Regions from separate parts of the Mus musculus genome. Here regions 1 and 3 are each linked to region 2. A link is a contact called in public Hi-C and Micro-C data. All regions are on one chromosome and are shown on one strand. The core of a region is the stretch at or near the end of the contact, and the rest is flanking DNA. Distances in the headings are between cores, read along the strand shown. Region 1 has its middle 31 kb from the start of Gli2. Region 2 has its middle 43 kb from the start of Gm33388. Region 3 overlaps Gli2 (GLI-Kruppel family member GLI2).

Region 1 (5,044 bases), core at 2,464-4,963, 270 kb after region 2:
CAAGGGCCCTTTCCTTACCCACAGTCCTGCTCACTGAAAATGAGGGTTGGCAGATCACTGGAGGAGCCCGGGGAAAGTCTGTCTTTGGTAGTGCCAGTGAACTGTTCACTGTTGGACTTTTCCTAGAGAGATGTGACCAATGACAGACCAAAGAGAGAATTCTTCCCAAGTCCAGACTAGTGAACCAGTGAGTTTATTGGGCTCACAGAACATGAGTTACTTTTGAGCATGAATGACTCAAAGACAGTCTCATCACAAAAAAAAAAAAAAAAAAAAAAAAAGCCCACCCCAGTGTGGGTGTCAGCTCCAGAGAGCTGCATCCTGAAGCACTCGGGATGGCTCCCTGAGTGACAGGATCTAGTCTCAGAGGACCTTGCAGGCTCCGATTCATTCACAGGAAATGGCCAGAGACGGCAGAAGTGGCTGCCTCGGCCTGGGGCGGGATGGAAAGGATGCTATCAGGAGTGAACCTTGAGCTTCTCTTGGGGTAGTTAGGAGTCTAAGGCTCAGACTGGAGAGATGACTCAGTAGGTAAAGACGCTTGTTTTGGAGACTGGAGAGATGCTCAGCAGTAATTCCCAGTGGCAGCTGTAACAGAGGACCCAGGTTCCATTTCCTGCACCCATATCGCAGCACACTACATCTGTGATTCCAGTGCCAGGGCATGCATATAAATACACATCAGCAAAACACTCACACAGGTGAAATTTAAAAAAGCAAAACAAAACTGAAGTCTGTCCCACAAGACTGATGAGCTGAGATCAGGGCCAAGAACCAACCACGAAAGAGAACTGGCTGCAGAAAGCTAGTCTCTGAGCTCCACAGGCAAGCCCAGCATGCACACACGCCCCTCCCCCAACAATAGATAGATAGATAGATAGATAGATAGATAGATAGATAGATAGATAGATGACAGACAGACAGACAGATTTAAAGGAACGTAGCAAAACTGCCAGGCATAGTAGTAAATGCTGAGACACAGGAGGATCAGAAGTTCATGAGACTAAAGCTGACTGTGGAAACAGGGCCCAGCCACTATGAAATTCCCAAAAGGCATTGTTGTGTGTACTTAAAGAGCAATTAAAGGCCTAGAGAGAGGGCTCCGTGGTTAAGAGCACTTGCTGCTCTTGCAGAGAGGACCAGGGTTCTGTTCCCAGCACCCATGTGATGACACACAACCATCTTTAACTCCAGTTCCAGGGGCTCTGATGCCCTCTTTCAGCCTCCAAGGCACCAGGCACATGCAGGGTGCCCATGCAGGCACACAGGTCCTCTACTCGGGGTCTTACAGGATGCAAACCACCGAGCCGGTCGCCTGTGCTCTCATCTGGAGCCTGGGTGAGTGTCCAGATTACTTACTTTTCTGTTACTGTGAGAAAACATCATGACCAAAGGCAACTTTAGGAAGAGACGGTTTATTTCAGCTCAGAGATTCAGAGTTCAACCGTTGCCCAGAGCGTGGCAACAAGAGGCAGACATGGCAGAAGGAGCAGCCGCTGAGTGGTCATAGCCTGAACTGAAAGCAAGAAGCAGAAAGAGTGAAATGCAAATGGTAGAAGGGTGAGCTTGTGTCGTGGGCGTGGCTGGGCGTGGCTAGGGCGTGGCGAGTATGTGGTAAGAGCGGCTAGTGCTGCTCTGGCAGGCCTTGCCAGCCTCTCTTGTCCCCCTTGCCTTGCTAAAAACCCATTAGGTTGCATTCCTAAAGCTAGCCACCAAGGTCTATTCCCTCATTTGGCCACTTTCCCCTCCTGAGGCTGACTACCAAGGTCCAGCTATTAAAGTACTGAAGTCCAGCAATCAGAAGCCCCCTTTGGCTCACCTAATTAACATGCCCAATTAAATTAAACACCTCATCCTAACTTGGGGTTTCCCACCCTTTACCTTTATAAACTGCTATTTGCCTATAGGCCACCCCTGCCTCCTCTTTTTCCAAAGGCAGTCTTTTGTCCTCTGGGGCTTTTTAAATTGCAGGCAGAGACATGCTCGTTGTATCAAACCTTTCCTGATATGCAGGTGTCAGTTTCTGATTCCATCTTGCCAAGAGGCATTTTTTAAATTGTCTATTGATCAGACGCAGCTCACCCATTTTTAAAGTCTCTGTTGATCAGACATACCTTCCTCGGAACAGTTAAGCAAGCAGTTATGTAGTTCCCCACAAGTACTACAAGCAGGCTTACTCTGTGACTGTAGCTGTTTCTCTAGGGACGTGTCCCAAACTACCCAAGATTGGTGGTCACATCTGGAGGATCAATAGAGGTAGAGAGAGGAGAGGGGAGGGGAGGGGAGGGGAGGGGAGGGGAGGGGAGGGGAGGGGAGGGGAGGGGAGGAGAGGAGAGGAGAGGAAGGTTTTATCCCTCAAAAGAGTATTGCAACAGACACAGAATCATCCCCAGGGCTTTCAGCCTGTGAGGTCCCAGCCTTGCCCATGATCAGCAAAGTGGAACTAAGTATCACTGAGTGTAGACAGCATAGGGCGAGCAAGGAGAGCTCGAAACACACGCAATCTAGGTACTAAGCATAGAGGCCTCCAAATTCACCACAGGTCCTTGCCACATGGGAGGGGTCCCCATGGGCCTTGCCACAACAGAGTCCCATCAGTGAGACACCTACACGCTGTTCCCTACGGATGCTGCATGCCCACCGCCACTGGTGGGCCTTAATAGGGACCTTAATCTGTCAAACTTCTTCGCCTGTATCATATGCGAGCAATTCATTCCCAAGTGTGAACTCACTGTACTCCTTCCTGCAGCATCTCAGAACTGGAGACTCTGCCTCCCTTTCCTAACTCGGGTTGGCCTAAGGTATTCCCGTACTGTAATCCCAACATTCGGGGCGCAGAGGCAAGAGGACCACAAATCCAAAGGTTACCCATGGCTACCCTGGAGACTCTGTTTCAGGAAGTGGAGGTGGGGGATACTTGCTAAGTAACCTGAAAATCTGAACACGGTTGGAATGGTAAATATTCTCGAGCATGAGGGGGGTTATGTATTAATAAAGCTTGCTCGCTTCCTTAGTTCTGGCTGTCACACTGGGATTGCATAGTTCTTATTCTTAGTGGAATGAGAGCTACTGACCACTTACAGAGTGCAATGACACTCTTTCTACACCTCGCCAACAGCTCCACACTCAATACGCGTGTGCAAGATTGCCCGCAAGCAGTGTCTATGTGTAGCTATATCATATTCATTGAAGGACCTAGAAAACAATACAGCAGTACACTGAGAATCACACACACACACATATGCACACACGCTCACTCACACACACACACACACACACACACACTCATGCACTCATATACACTCATACGTGAAAGCACACACATATGCACACACACATAAATGCAACAAAGTGTACAGGAAGCAGACACCCCCCAAGGGAGGCTCCTCATTGCTTTCTTGCCCACCTGTCTTTCCTCTGCTGAGGTCCTCCTGGGCTCTGACCACACAAGACGCACTGGGAAAGGACAGGCCCAAAGCTTCCTGTGCCCACAGCCCCTGGCTGGTCTGTTCCTCTGGAAGAGTTGTAGAAGACCTGAAAAACAAAAGGTCCTGCTGAGAGCTCCGGAAATAGCTAAGAGGCTGGTGAAGGGTGGGACCATAGAGAGGCTTCTGATACCTGTGGACCCTGGAAATCCTGCCCCAGCCCTTTGAGGACACCCACTTCAGTCGGCCTTCACTAGTGTCTTTTCAAATTACACCACCAGAGGGCAGAAGAAAACCAAGAATAGCGTCTTCCACAGTGGTCCTCGGGCGCCATCCCTCCAAGTGAGTCTGGACCCTAAACACAGAGAGAACAAAGCAATTGCATGGGGTGAGTTCCATGAAGCATTCTGACTCCTTTCTGTAGAAGCAACTAGGAGGTATCCGTGCGGTATCCACAGTACTCCAAGCAGCGCATTAGGTGGGCGGGGAAACAGTTCAGAGGGTAGAAAGCTTGCCTGGTATGCAGGAAGCCCTGGGTTCAGTCCCACCAGACACAGTAGCACACACCTGTTACACTAGCTCTGGGGAGGTAGAGGCAGGATGGGCGGTTCACGGTCATCCTCTGCTACACAGTGATTTCTAGGCCAGCCTGGGCCACAGGAAACCCTGATGGAAGCTTCTGAGGTGGGTGGCCCCGCAAGGGTGGAGACAAGATTTCCAGGTCTAGCAGGCTATAGAAGCCACTCTATGTCCTCATTCATGAAAGGGGGGTGGGGGGAGGAGGGAAGACAAGGTGGAAAGAAGGTGGCTCAGCAAGCAAAAGAGCTTTCAGGACCTGAAATCCTTCCCCAGAGCTAAAGGTAAGAGAAGAAAACCAACTCCATAAAGCTGTCCTCTGACCTCCACATATGCACCATGGTACGCTCTGTCTCAGTCTCTGTCTCTGTCTGTCTGTCTCTGTCTATCTGTCTCTCTCACACACACAATTAATAATAATAATAATAATAATAATAATAATAATAATAATAATATGTTTTAAAAGCAGACACTATGTTTATTCCATTTGTAGCATCCAGAATATCTAGTTCCAGTCCAATTGTTACTTATTTTGAGATAGGATCTCACAATGTAGCCCAGGCTGGGCTGGAATTCACAGAGATCTGCCTGCTTCTGCATCCAGAGTTCCGAGATCAACGGCAAGCATCACCACAAAGCCGGTTTGTTGTTGTTGTTGTTGTTGTTGTTGTTGTTGTTGTTGTTGTATTGTGATGATGGAGAAAGCCCAGGTTCCACAGAGGCTAAGTGCTGCCCTCCACTGGGCCACTGGGTGGCAGCACTGAGTCAGAATACCAGCTTTTCCTGACCGTGTGTGGGACTTCTTTAGTGGTAGCATAAGGAAAAGAGCAAGAGACCACAGGTGGCAGACAGACAGGAGAGATGAAGGCCAGCTGGAGATATCACTGGTACTGCGTAACCAGAATTTGCGATATAAGGAAAGGCTTTCCTTCCGTCTACCAGACCCTTCTTCTTCCCATCCTCTCACTGCCTCCTGCTTCTGGGAAGTGCAATGTGAGCTCCACTGTGCGTGCTCTTTCTTGTACAACAGCCAACGCCTCAGC
Region 2 (4,709 bases), core at 450-2,949:
CAGGGGTTGAACTTGGGGTTCTCAGACTTGCGCAACGAGCACTTTATACCTGAGCCATATCTCTAGCCCATTCACCAGCAATCTGATATTCTGAGCCGTCTACATGTTTGTTTTACCTTACGTTTCTGCTTTTCCACAAGGCCTGACCACCTTACCTGAGGTCTGTTGCCCAGACTGGAGCAGGGTCTCATGGGGTCTGGCTTAGTCACACAGTCCAAGGGACTTGCTAAGTAGCAGCAGGCAAAGGTGTATGGCATAAGAAGCTTGAGTTCTGTGAGGTCGCTTCTGGGTCCACTCAACATGTCCTTTGACATTTGTTGTCACATCAGGCTCAGGTGTGACAGACCTTTTGTTCCCATTTTGGCGATCTGCCTTCTGACCGGGCCTCTGGGCAACAGGTTTGGTATGGCTTTCATTTTTCTCCTCTCCTGTGTTCTTTTTCACTGCCCCTCCCCCCTTTTCTTTTCCATGCTATATACCCCAGACTGGACACAAGCTTGTAATCCTCTTGCCTCTGCCTCTTATGGGTTGGAATTCCAACCCATATGTGTTGTTGGTGAGCAAGTCCCAGCCATCCTCCTGCCTCTGTTCCTCACCCAGTCCCTGAGTCCTTGTGCTTGTATAGCAAATGCTCTGATCCACTAAAGCTACTTCTCTGCCTCCCATTAGTTAATCTCAATTGTCAAATATGTGAAATATGTCAAAATTTGTGAAATATGAGACAAATTTCTGGGTACGTCTGTGAGGGAGGTTCCAGATTAGGTAAGCTGAAGTAGAGAGATTCACCCTGAACATGCTGGCACTGTCTATGGGCTGGGGTCCTGGACTGAATAAAACAGAGACTGTGAGCTGACACCAGCATCCATCTCTCTGCAGCCTGACTGTGGATGCCGTGTGAGCAGCCGCCTCCCGCTCCCGCTGCCGTGCCTTCCCCGCCATGATGGCCTGTGAGCTGGAATAAACCCTTCCTCCACGAAGCTGCCTCTGTCAGGCATCATGTCACAGCAACAGGAAAAGTCACAAATATAGGTGCTCACTCGTTGATGCCACGACACATTGGTCTTAAAGATTAAGGTCTGAGGTGACACCTTTCTCTTTGTGCACCAGAGGAGGGCACAGCACTGCTGCAGTGTATGGTCCCACTCTTGGGGTGGAAAGGGAAAGGGTGTGCTGTCTGTGTGACAGTGTAGAGTTCAGAACCCACACAGCTCCCTGCCTCCAGGTAGTGGGAGCTGGGAAGGGGTCAGGTAGTAGGATCCTATGCTCTCTCTCTAGGTTGCCAGTGCCCAGGAGGCCGGGTGCTTTGAGGGCCAGGACAGGAGAATCACTGGGTCTTGCTGGCTGCTGGCCTAGCTCTAGGTTCTGTGAGAAGACTGTCTCCAGGGACTACGATAGAGAGCAATAAAGCATTTGACTTGACATTTTCCTCTGACTTCTGTCTGTGTACACACTACATGTACACGGCACTATATTACAGTACAGTACATACCTCTCCAAACAGAATGATAACAAACATAGCTTTTGGGGGTGAAAACCTTAACTGACAAGCCTGCCCCAGCCCTTGACTGACTAGCCTGCTGAGCATAAGCTCACTATCTCCTTTTGTAAATCAGGGAAGAGCTGCTACGCGGTGTAGGACGGAAGCGCCTGCTCCCAGGCGAGCCCCAACACCAGCCCTTGTTGATCCAGCAGTTGTGGAGCATCAAGTTGGCCACGCCTCCTGAGTGCCCCTGGCTCTGGGCTTCTGATGGGAGCTCGCACAGCTAGGGCTCCTCCGTCCTTTTTCTGCTGTGGTGGACCTGGGGGTCTCTCCACAGGCCCCGCCATTGTTTTCTCCTGCCCCAATCTGTTTTGAATCAACCACGTTTTCCTCCTGAGCAGTAATCCCAAGCATCGGAGGGATATTGTGAAATGTCAGGCCTTTCTGGAGGAATCTCAGCAACATGTTTTTGAATGTTCAGCATCACATATGGGGACAATAAATACTGAAAATATGTGGAAGGGAACAGGATGGGAGCGTGCTTGGCTCGAAGCTTCGCTTCCCGCCCTGGAGCCGGATTTTTGCATCACAATAAATTAGCTGCTGTGGAAGGAGAGTCCCAGAAGCATTCTGGGCCCCCACCCCAGCAGCCCTTGACCTCAGGAGCCAGGCCTTGAGTCACAGACTAGTGTCCTTAGGCTAGTCTCCAAGAGCTCCTGGGTCGACTGTCTACAGCCCACTTGCTGAGCCATGGCTACCTATGCAGGCGATGGTGCTAAGATCGGGTAGCAGGACCTTACCGCCCGCTCTGCCTTCAGGGAACACTCAACGCTGGGCTGATACCAGTGGGGAAGACTCTGTGCCTGGCAAGTTTCATTCTCTGACAGCATTGACTCCCAGCACAGCAATCCAGAGAGCCCTGAAGATATATTCATCTTACACCCGTACCTACCGCCGTAATGAGAACCTGTGAGGTGTGTGTGTGTGTGTGTGTGTGTGTGTGTGTGTGTGTGTGTGTACAGGCTCATACAAGCTCACACAACACTTTAGATACAGCCTGTGTTTAAGTCAAGTTCACACTAATGTGAGAATGGTAACCTTGGGGGAGACACCTTACTTCTCAGTGTCCTTGTCCATAGAATGATAACAAGTGCCCTGTTCCAGGGAAGGTGTTCAGGACCTATGAGCCTGTCCTCTGTTTTCTTAGACACAGGCTGCTAGCATTGGGAGCATGCTGCCTTAAAGTAGATAATGGCTGGAACATTGCATCATTAACAACACAATAGTTGCCACTTGCCGCTGAGTACCCCTGTGTTCTTAGTTCCTCAAGCTGTCCAGGAGTTGGGTGGTTGTTGCCCCACCTTGGTGGGGTGACCAAAAACACCAGAGTGCCCATGGACAGTCTGGAAGAATGGGGGCTCCTGCCTGCTCCTGCACTCTTCTTGGTGGTTGTAAGTCATTCTGCAAAGAAGGGTTCACTGGGCCTCACACTCATGCAGTCAAGGATGACTTTGAATTTCTGATCCTCCTGCCTTTACCTGCTGAGTGCTGGGATGTCAGGCTACACAAGGTCTGACTTGTGTGATGCTGGAAACAGAGCTTGCGGCCTTGTGCACACTAAACAAGTACTCTACGAATTGAGCCACAACCCAAGATACCAGAATATGGGCCGGTAAGATGACTCAGCTTGTGAGAGAAGTAGCCATGCAAGGTACTTGCATGTAAGGTCTGAGTACAGTCCCCAAGATGGCCAGAAGTGGAACTGACTCTTGAAAGATGTTGGAGGAAGCTCAGGCCCAGAGAGGAAGGCCCTGCTGGACATATAAGAAAAGTAAGGTCGCAGTGACCAAGTCCCAGGACTCCCGGATGCTGCAGTTAAAGTGTCCCAGGGCCCTCTTCTGTTGCTGCATCCTCTGCAGGTGCCCAGGAAGCCATCCTTCCTGCTGTCTGTTCCCAGATCTGGCCCATGCTGGCCAGGATCTCCCTGAGGCCATATGTACCAGCCAGGTGGGAACCCAGAGGCTGGACTCAGCCCCTTGCAGCTGGATGACCTTGGGTCAGTCATTTCCCTCCTCCATTTCTCATTTCCTTTCTTATAGTGGAGGCCAACCCTCACTCCCAGAGTTTTCCAGTCCTGGATTGATTTCTGGGACACCCTTGGGCTGCTAGTATGTGCTCAGTTAATGAGTCACACCTGCTTTCTGGAAGAGTCCCCAGGCTCTTCCTCTTGATGTGGACCGGCTCCCATCTGGGGCAGGCTCTGTTTTGACTGCATAGTGGCTCCCCAGGGTGTCCCCATAGCCTGAATTTGGCGTTGGCATGTGTGTCCACCCTGCTCCACCCCTCTTATCCTCATTCCCTGTAGCAGCTGGCTCACGAAGGCTGCCTATAAGTGATTCATCTGTTTTGATCTGGGTCCTGTTAGGGACACCGCTTCTGTGGGCCCCAGGCCAGGTGACCCAATTCTTCCTCAACAAATAACAAAAATAAGGAGAGACTCAGCAGCCACCCATCCCACCAGCTGCCCACCACCACCATCCATTCACCAGATCCTTGCTATTTCCTATCTCCTTATCCGCCATTCTGCTCCCCTTCATCCAGGCTGCTGTTTCATTTAGTCATTCACTGCCTTGTCTAGAACCAGGTATCCAATCAAAATGGGTTAATGGGAGGCCGGTGAGTTGGTGCAGTGGTGAAAAACATTTGCTGTGCAGGCCGGACTTTGAGCCCAGAGCCCACAGTGGAAGGAGAGAACCAACTCCCTAAAGCTCTCCTCTGACATTGGCATGTGTGTGAATAATAAACAAATTTTAAAAATATATCTGATGAGCAGATTCGCTTCTTTGTGTATCTTAAAAGCAAACATTTTATTAAGCTTGCCTTGGGACTCTCCATGGGTTTTCAAGATTGAATCTTGGTGGAGAAGTCCAGTGAAAGAGGCTCAGATGGTAAAGGGCTTGAGGTCAGTATTCAGAATTAGGCAGCAATGCTTTTAGAATCCAGGGCTGGGGATGAGATGGGAGGAGACTGGGGGGGGGGGCCCCCCGGCGCGCGCGGAGGGGGGGGGGTGGGCTCGTGGGTCAGCCAGCCCCGCCAAATCAGTGAGCGCCTGCTTCTGTAAGAAGCTCAGTTTAAAAAAATAAAGTGGAAAGCAATGGAAGAAGACACTCAGTGTCAACCTTTAGTGTGCATGTGCTCACTAGTGTATATGTACACACACACACACTCA
Region 3 (4,768 bases), core at 746-3,245, 300 kb after region 2:
CGGGGGTCTTGGGTGGGAGGTCTACCTGTAGCCTGTTAACTGGCACATCAGGGGCCAGAGGCCAGGTGGACTTCACTGTGGACAGCTGCAGCTGCTGGGCCAGGGCCCATTGAAAGGGAACCCCAGGGAAGCAACTCCCTCCTTTCTTCTTTTCACTAAGCATCAGAGGCATGGACATGTGAGGAATGCCAACTAAAGACTGTGTTCTCAGATTCTAGAACACCAGGAGGGGTAGAGTCGGTGACTGGGTCGGCAGCCAGGCTACCCAGATACTTAGTGCCCAGCGTGCTCTCATTTTTAAAGAACTTAGGGGAAGAGAATAAGTACTCTGGTGTCCTTTGCTGATAGGTATGGACTGAGGTTAGCAGCAGTGGCTGTCAGCTGACCGATAGGATCTTAGAGTAAAGAAGACCACCTTCTCTATGATTCTGTGGCTTTCAAGTAAACACAGCTCCATCCATACTCAGCACTTGTCTTTTTTTTTTTTTTTTCCAAATCTGAAGGCTTGTGGAAAATGTAAAGGACTTAGAAAATGAAAACTTTGGCCATTGTTTTTAGATTTTTGAGGGTGACAAAAGTGTCACTTTTAAAACACACATTTTAAATCCTGGGAAAACCCAGGGAGATGACCTCTCTCTCGGAGAGGCTTACTGTCCTGAATCCTTCCAACAACTGAAGAAGTCTTGTTTCTACTTAGGTTTTCCTTCTGGCTTGTTACGTATCATACATGAGCTGGGAAATAACTCTTTCAAGATGTGACCAGACAGGACCCATTAATTTTTTTTTTCTTTTTTCGGGACTTGGGTTTAAATAGAACGAATCAACGTGGGTTTCTTTCTTTCTTTCTTTCTTTCTTTCTTCCTTTCTTTCGTGTGTGTTTCACATGTGTGTCTTTTAAAAAGGCAGGTTGTTTCTGGACAGTGTGTTTTAACTGAGTGCTGGGTTTCAACATTAGCATAAGAAAACCACTTTTAGTGCTTTGGCTTTTGTGTTGAATGAGGAGTTGGTACTAACGGGAGGCACGCTGAGAAGGGTGATGGCCCATTGAGATTCTTGCGGCAGTCCCTGCTCCTTTGCTGCCTGCGGATCTGGGATCAGATAACACTTTTATCTTGCCTTTTCCCAATTCTCTGCCCTTTTTGGTTCGGGCACTTTTGTCCGAGTTTATTGACTGCTTTCGTCTCTGCGAATCTGTGGAAAATTTAATGAACCTCAAACCAGCAAATGAAATAAAGAGAACTTTTTAATTTATCAGCCCGGGGCTAGGATTGAATCGCCTCTTTGGGTGCAGAGGGTCCCAGTCCTCCAGTGAGAGAACTCAGGAAGGCCAGAGGGTGGTCCCTATACAGACTGGATTCCCACTCAAGGGAACGTAAAACCCGGGGTCTCAGAGGCCGGTGGCCAGTCTTGCTGCAGCCCCCCAGCCTTTTCCTCCAGGATCCAGGCTCTGAGGGGTTGGCATGGGTGGAGGAGAGACAGTTGCACAGCCTGTCTCTGCCCTCTGCTTTCCCTGGGACACAGTTAAGTATCTCCCTACCTCTAGACCTGGCTTTCACCCTGTAATTAGGCAAAGCCCCGGGTGTGATTAAAGCTGCTGACTTGGCAGGGCTTGGAGTCCTTTTTCTGTATGAGGGTGAACTCTTGCTCTTTCCTCGTCTTACTCGGCCCTCATACTTCTGGGTTGCTGGGTGTCTCACTTATTCTTTCTTCCCGGTTTATCCCTCTCTCTCCCTCCCTCCCTCCCTCCCTCCCTCCCTCCCTCCCTCCCTCCCTCCTTTCAATCTCTTCTGTCCTTTTCTCCCCTTCCTAACTTCCTCTCTCTTTTCCCCATCGTTCCTTTTCTTCTTCTTGTCTCCACTTTCTTCTCCCCTGCCCCCCTTCCCATACCCTCTTCATCCCTCCTTTCCTCCCCTGCTCCTCTTTGTCTCTCCCTCCTCCGCCCCACCCCCGCCCGTCTGCCCCGCCCCATCCCTTCCCGCCCCGCCCCTCCGAGGTTCCGCCGTCCCGGTGGGGCCGCGCAGGCCGCGTGTCCGGGCGGCGCCAAGCGCGCCCGGTCCCGGGAACATTCCGTGCCCGAGCGCCCGCGGCCTCCCACCTGCGCGCCCGCCCGCTCCGCGCGCGCAAACAATGGCCACATTGTTGCGGCGGATGGCGGGAGCCGCCCGGGACCCTGCTCGTGGCCCTGCTCGTGGCTGGGAAGGAAGAAGGCCAGAGGGCCAAGTCCTGGCGCCCGCCTGGGGCATAGTGCCCACCTGAGCCCGGGGCCGACACGGTGTCCCTAACCTTGGTCTCCTTCCTCATGCCTTCCGCAGATGCTCAAGTTTAGAGAATCGGAGCCTTTGATGAGGGAGGGGGGAGAGAGAGAGATCCGGTTGCTAAACTTTCAGGGGTGTTTGAAACTTTCCTTAAGACATCTGTAGTGTGTAGCTCGCAAGGCCCCAAAGCTAGGAAGAAACGGGCTCTTCTCCTGGCCATGCCCATTCGTCCTGACCTCTCAGCTTGCATAAAAAGATCTTTGAACACTTAGGACAGAATGTTTAAAAGAACATCGTGCAGGGCCTCGCATAGGCCCCTTTCAGCCCCTGCTTAACGCCCTGTCTTTGTGCCTTGGACAATGAAATAAGTCAGGCCGACGTTGGAGCCTCATTTATAAGAAACTGTAAGGGCCGCTCAAGTACACTTGTGCTAAGTTGAATTGATTGAAGTTTAATGGCGGTTAGTGGCGATGAATGGTAATGATTTTCCAGCGTATCTTTGGCATACTTGACATTAATAACTGGAGGGAGGGAGGGAGGGAGGGAGGGAGAGAGAGAGAGAGAGAGAGAGAGAGAGAGAGAGAGAGAGAGGAGGCTAAGTCTGCCTGGAGCCTGCCACACACACACAGGAGGCAGCTGCATTATGCATCTTACTACATGTCAGTCCATTCCTCAGATCCTTTCCCTTCCTGCTAGATTGCAGTTGCTTGAATGATTTACACACAAACACACGCGCGCGCACACATACACACACACCAAAAAATGGTAGAAAGGAGGAAAGAAAAATCTTTCGCCATTGACTGTGTACATCATGTCAGCATAAATTTGAGTTCGGGATTCTTTTTTCTTCAATTCTTACATAAATCAGCTTCTAATATACAGAATGTGATGAGTTTGTTTTAGATGGCATCATGAATTAATGGTATGCAAATCGAAGCTTTGCAGGTGGAATGATTTACTTAATAATTTCAATTTCTAATATTTAGGCTTATTCATTATGCTGGGAGTTTTTTAAAAGGTCCATATATTTTAAACCGAAGATGGGGAGATTAGTATGCAAGTGTTTGCAGTGTAGGCAGAGATGGAGGACTGGAAACAGGGCCTTAACTTGTTACTTTTTTTTTTTTTTTTTGAGAATCTGTAATTGATCAAGCATTAGCCAGGGGAGCTAGGGACCGACCCAGTGTGGTCTAGGGGAAAGACACAGAAACTCACTGGTGTAATATGAAGTGTGGAGTCCAGGAGTGCGGCTACGGTGATGCTGGGCAGAGGGAGCAGGGTTGTGGTGTGGGTGGGTTCAGATGCCTCTGCGGGGCTTTCACTTCAAACTGAAGAGTTGCTCATTAAGTACTTGATTATGAAGTGGCCGTGCTGTGGAACCTGGGGCTGAGGACCACCCAGGCAATTCATGGAATTTCTTTTTTTACACAGGGTGTTTTTCTCGGGGACAAGCGGAGACAGAGAGAAAAGTGGTAGATGGATGGACTTTGTAGAGAGATCAGGTCCAACTGTTTGTGTTGCTCTCAGGAAGAGGAGCTCCAGCCGCACTACCACTGTTTGGTGACTGTGCACATGCTCCTTTCCTCCTTGTTTCCACCCCATACAAGCAACTGAAGGAAGGGGGCTTTGTTTGGTCCACAGTCCATCCAGGCAGAGAAATCACGGTGACCGGGTGGGTGCGGTAACTCAGCACGTGGCACCCACGTGTAGGAAGCAGAGAGCAATGAGTGCTGGTACTAAGCTTGGGGTGTTTTTCTTTAGTCTAGAACTCCACCCCGTGGAAATGATGTCTCCCGCGTTTAGGATGGGCTTTCCTACCTCAGCTACCCTAATCTAGAAAATACTTCACTGACAGGTCCAAAGGCTTGTCTCTAGGGTGATTTTAGATCTTGTGGATAATCGGTGTCAACCATCATATGGTGAAGGGGGAAGGTGTTGGCGAATGCAGCCTGTTTTCCCCAGTAGCCAACATGTCCTGGGCAGTAGGGTCAGGACCCAGAATCAGAGGGAGACAGGGTTGTGGTGGGAGTAACCAGCGTCTGGGAACCTCTGGGGTCTGTGGCAAGGGATTTGCTTTCCCATCATTGATCTCTCCTGCTAGGCAGCTTCAGAATTCAGTGTAGCTATAAGGCATAAGGTTCTCACCCTTCCTAAGGCTGTGACCCTTTGATACAGTTTCTCAGCCCCCAACCATAACATTATACTGTTATGAACTCTAAACATCTGATATCCCCCTGGGGAAAGTGTTGATTAACCCTCAAAGGGGTCAAGACCCACAGGTTGAGAACCTCTGCACTAAGGTATAGTGACTGGTCAAAGGGGTAGGTAGAGTGGTCATGGGTATCCTGATGGCCACTTAGTCAGAGATGGCCCTTTTACACTCCCCTGAAAGCTGAAGGCAGTTTAGGAAGGGCTGACACATAAATATGTCTCAGATCTTTAAAGATGAAGGCAGCATTTTGATTTAAAAAAAAAATCGAGGTCGCAAACATGCAATGACGGGTTGAAGGCCC

Evidence for each region. Hi-C and Micro-C count contacts between places; a contact is called where the count stands out from the background.
Region 1: a contact with region 2 is called in a Hi-C map of embryonic stem cells, with 4 times the contacts expected there. The contact joins two enhancer-like sites. A contact is called at or near these places in 20 of 484 Hi-C or Micro-C datasets (embryonic fibroblasts, embryonic stem cells, liver and 3 more), 4 of 115 datasets of contacts at active chromatin or transcription factors (all in embryonic stem cells) and 1 of 9 other capture datasets (embryonic stem cells).
Region 3: a Micro-C map of embryonic stem cells shows a contact between it and region 2, with 3 times the contacts expected there. The contact joins two enhancer-like sites. A contact is called at or near these places in 1 of 484 Hi-C or Micro-C datasets (embryonic stem cells) and 1 of 115 datasets of contacts at active chromatin or transcription factors (embryonic stem cells).

The regions. Positions count from the first base shown.
Region 1 is chr1:119,082,515-119,087,558 of GRCm38.p6, reverse strand. No RefSeq gene overlaps it. Among named protein-coding and RNA genes, the nearest start is that of Gli2, 31 kb to the right of the region's middle. Within about 2 kb of position 3,713, at least 18 of the 459 cell types and tissues checked have an H3K27ac peak or open chromatin away from gene starts, as enhancers often do. A contact at or near this core is called in embryonic stem cells, where this site is marked.
Region 2 is chr1:119,346,006-119,350,714 of GRCm38.p6, reverse strand. No RefSeq gene overlaps it. Among named protein-coding and RNA genes, the nearest start is that of Gm33388, 43 kb to the right of the region's middle. Within about 2 kb of position 1,699, at least 43 of the 459 cell types and tissues checked have an H3K27ac peak or open chromatin away from gene starts, as enhancers often do. A contact at or near this core is called in embryonic stem cells, where this site is marked.
Region 3 is chr1:119,045,433-119,050,200 of GRCm38.p6, reverse strand. All of the region lies in intron 1 of Gli2 (GLI-Kruppel family member GLI2), which reads left to right. Among named protein-coding and RNA genes, the nearest start is that of Gli2, 5.8 kb to the left of the region's middle. Within about 2 kb of position 1,995, at least 125 of the 459 cell types and tissues checked have an H3K27ac peak or open chromatin away from gene starts, as enhancers often do. A contact at or near this core is called in embryonic stem cells, where this site is marked.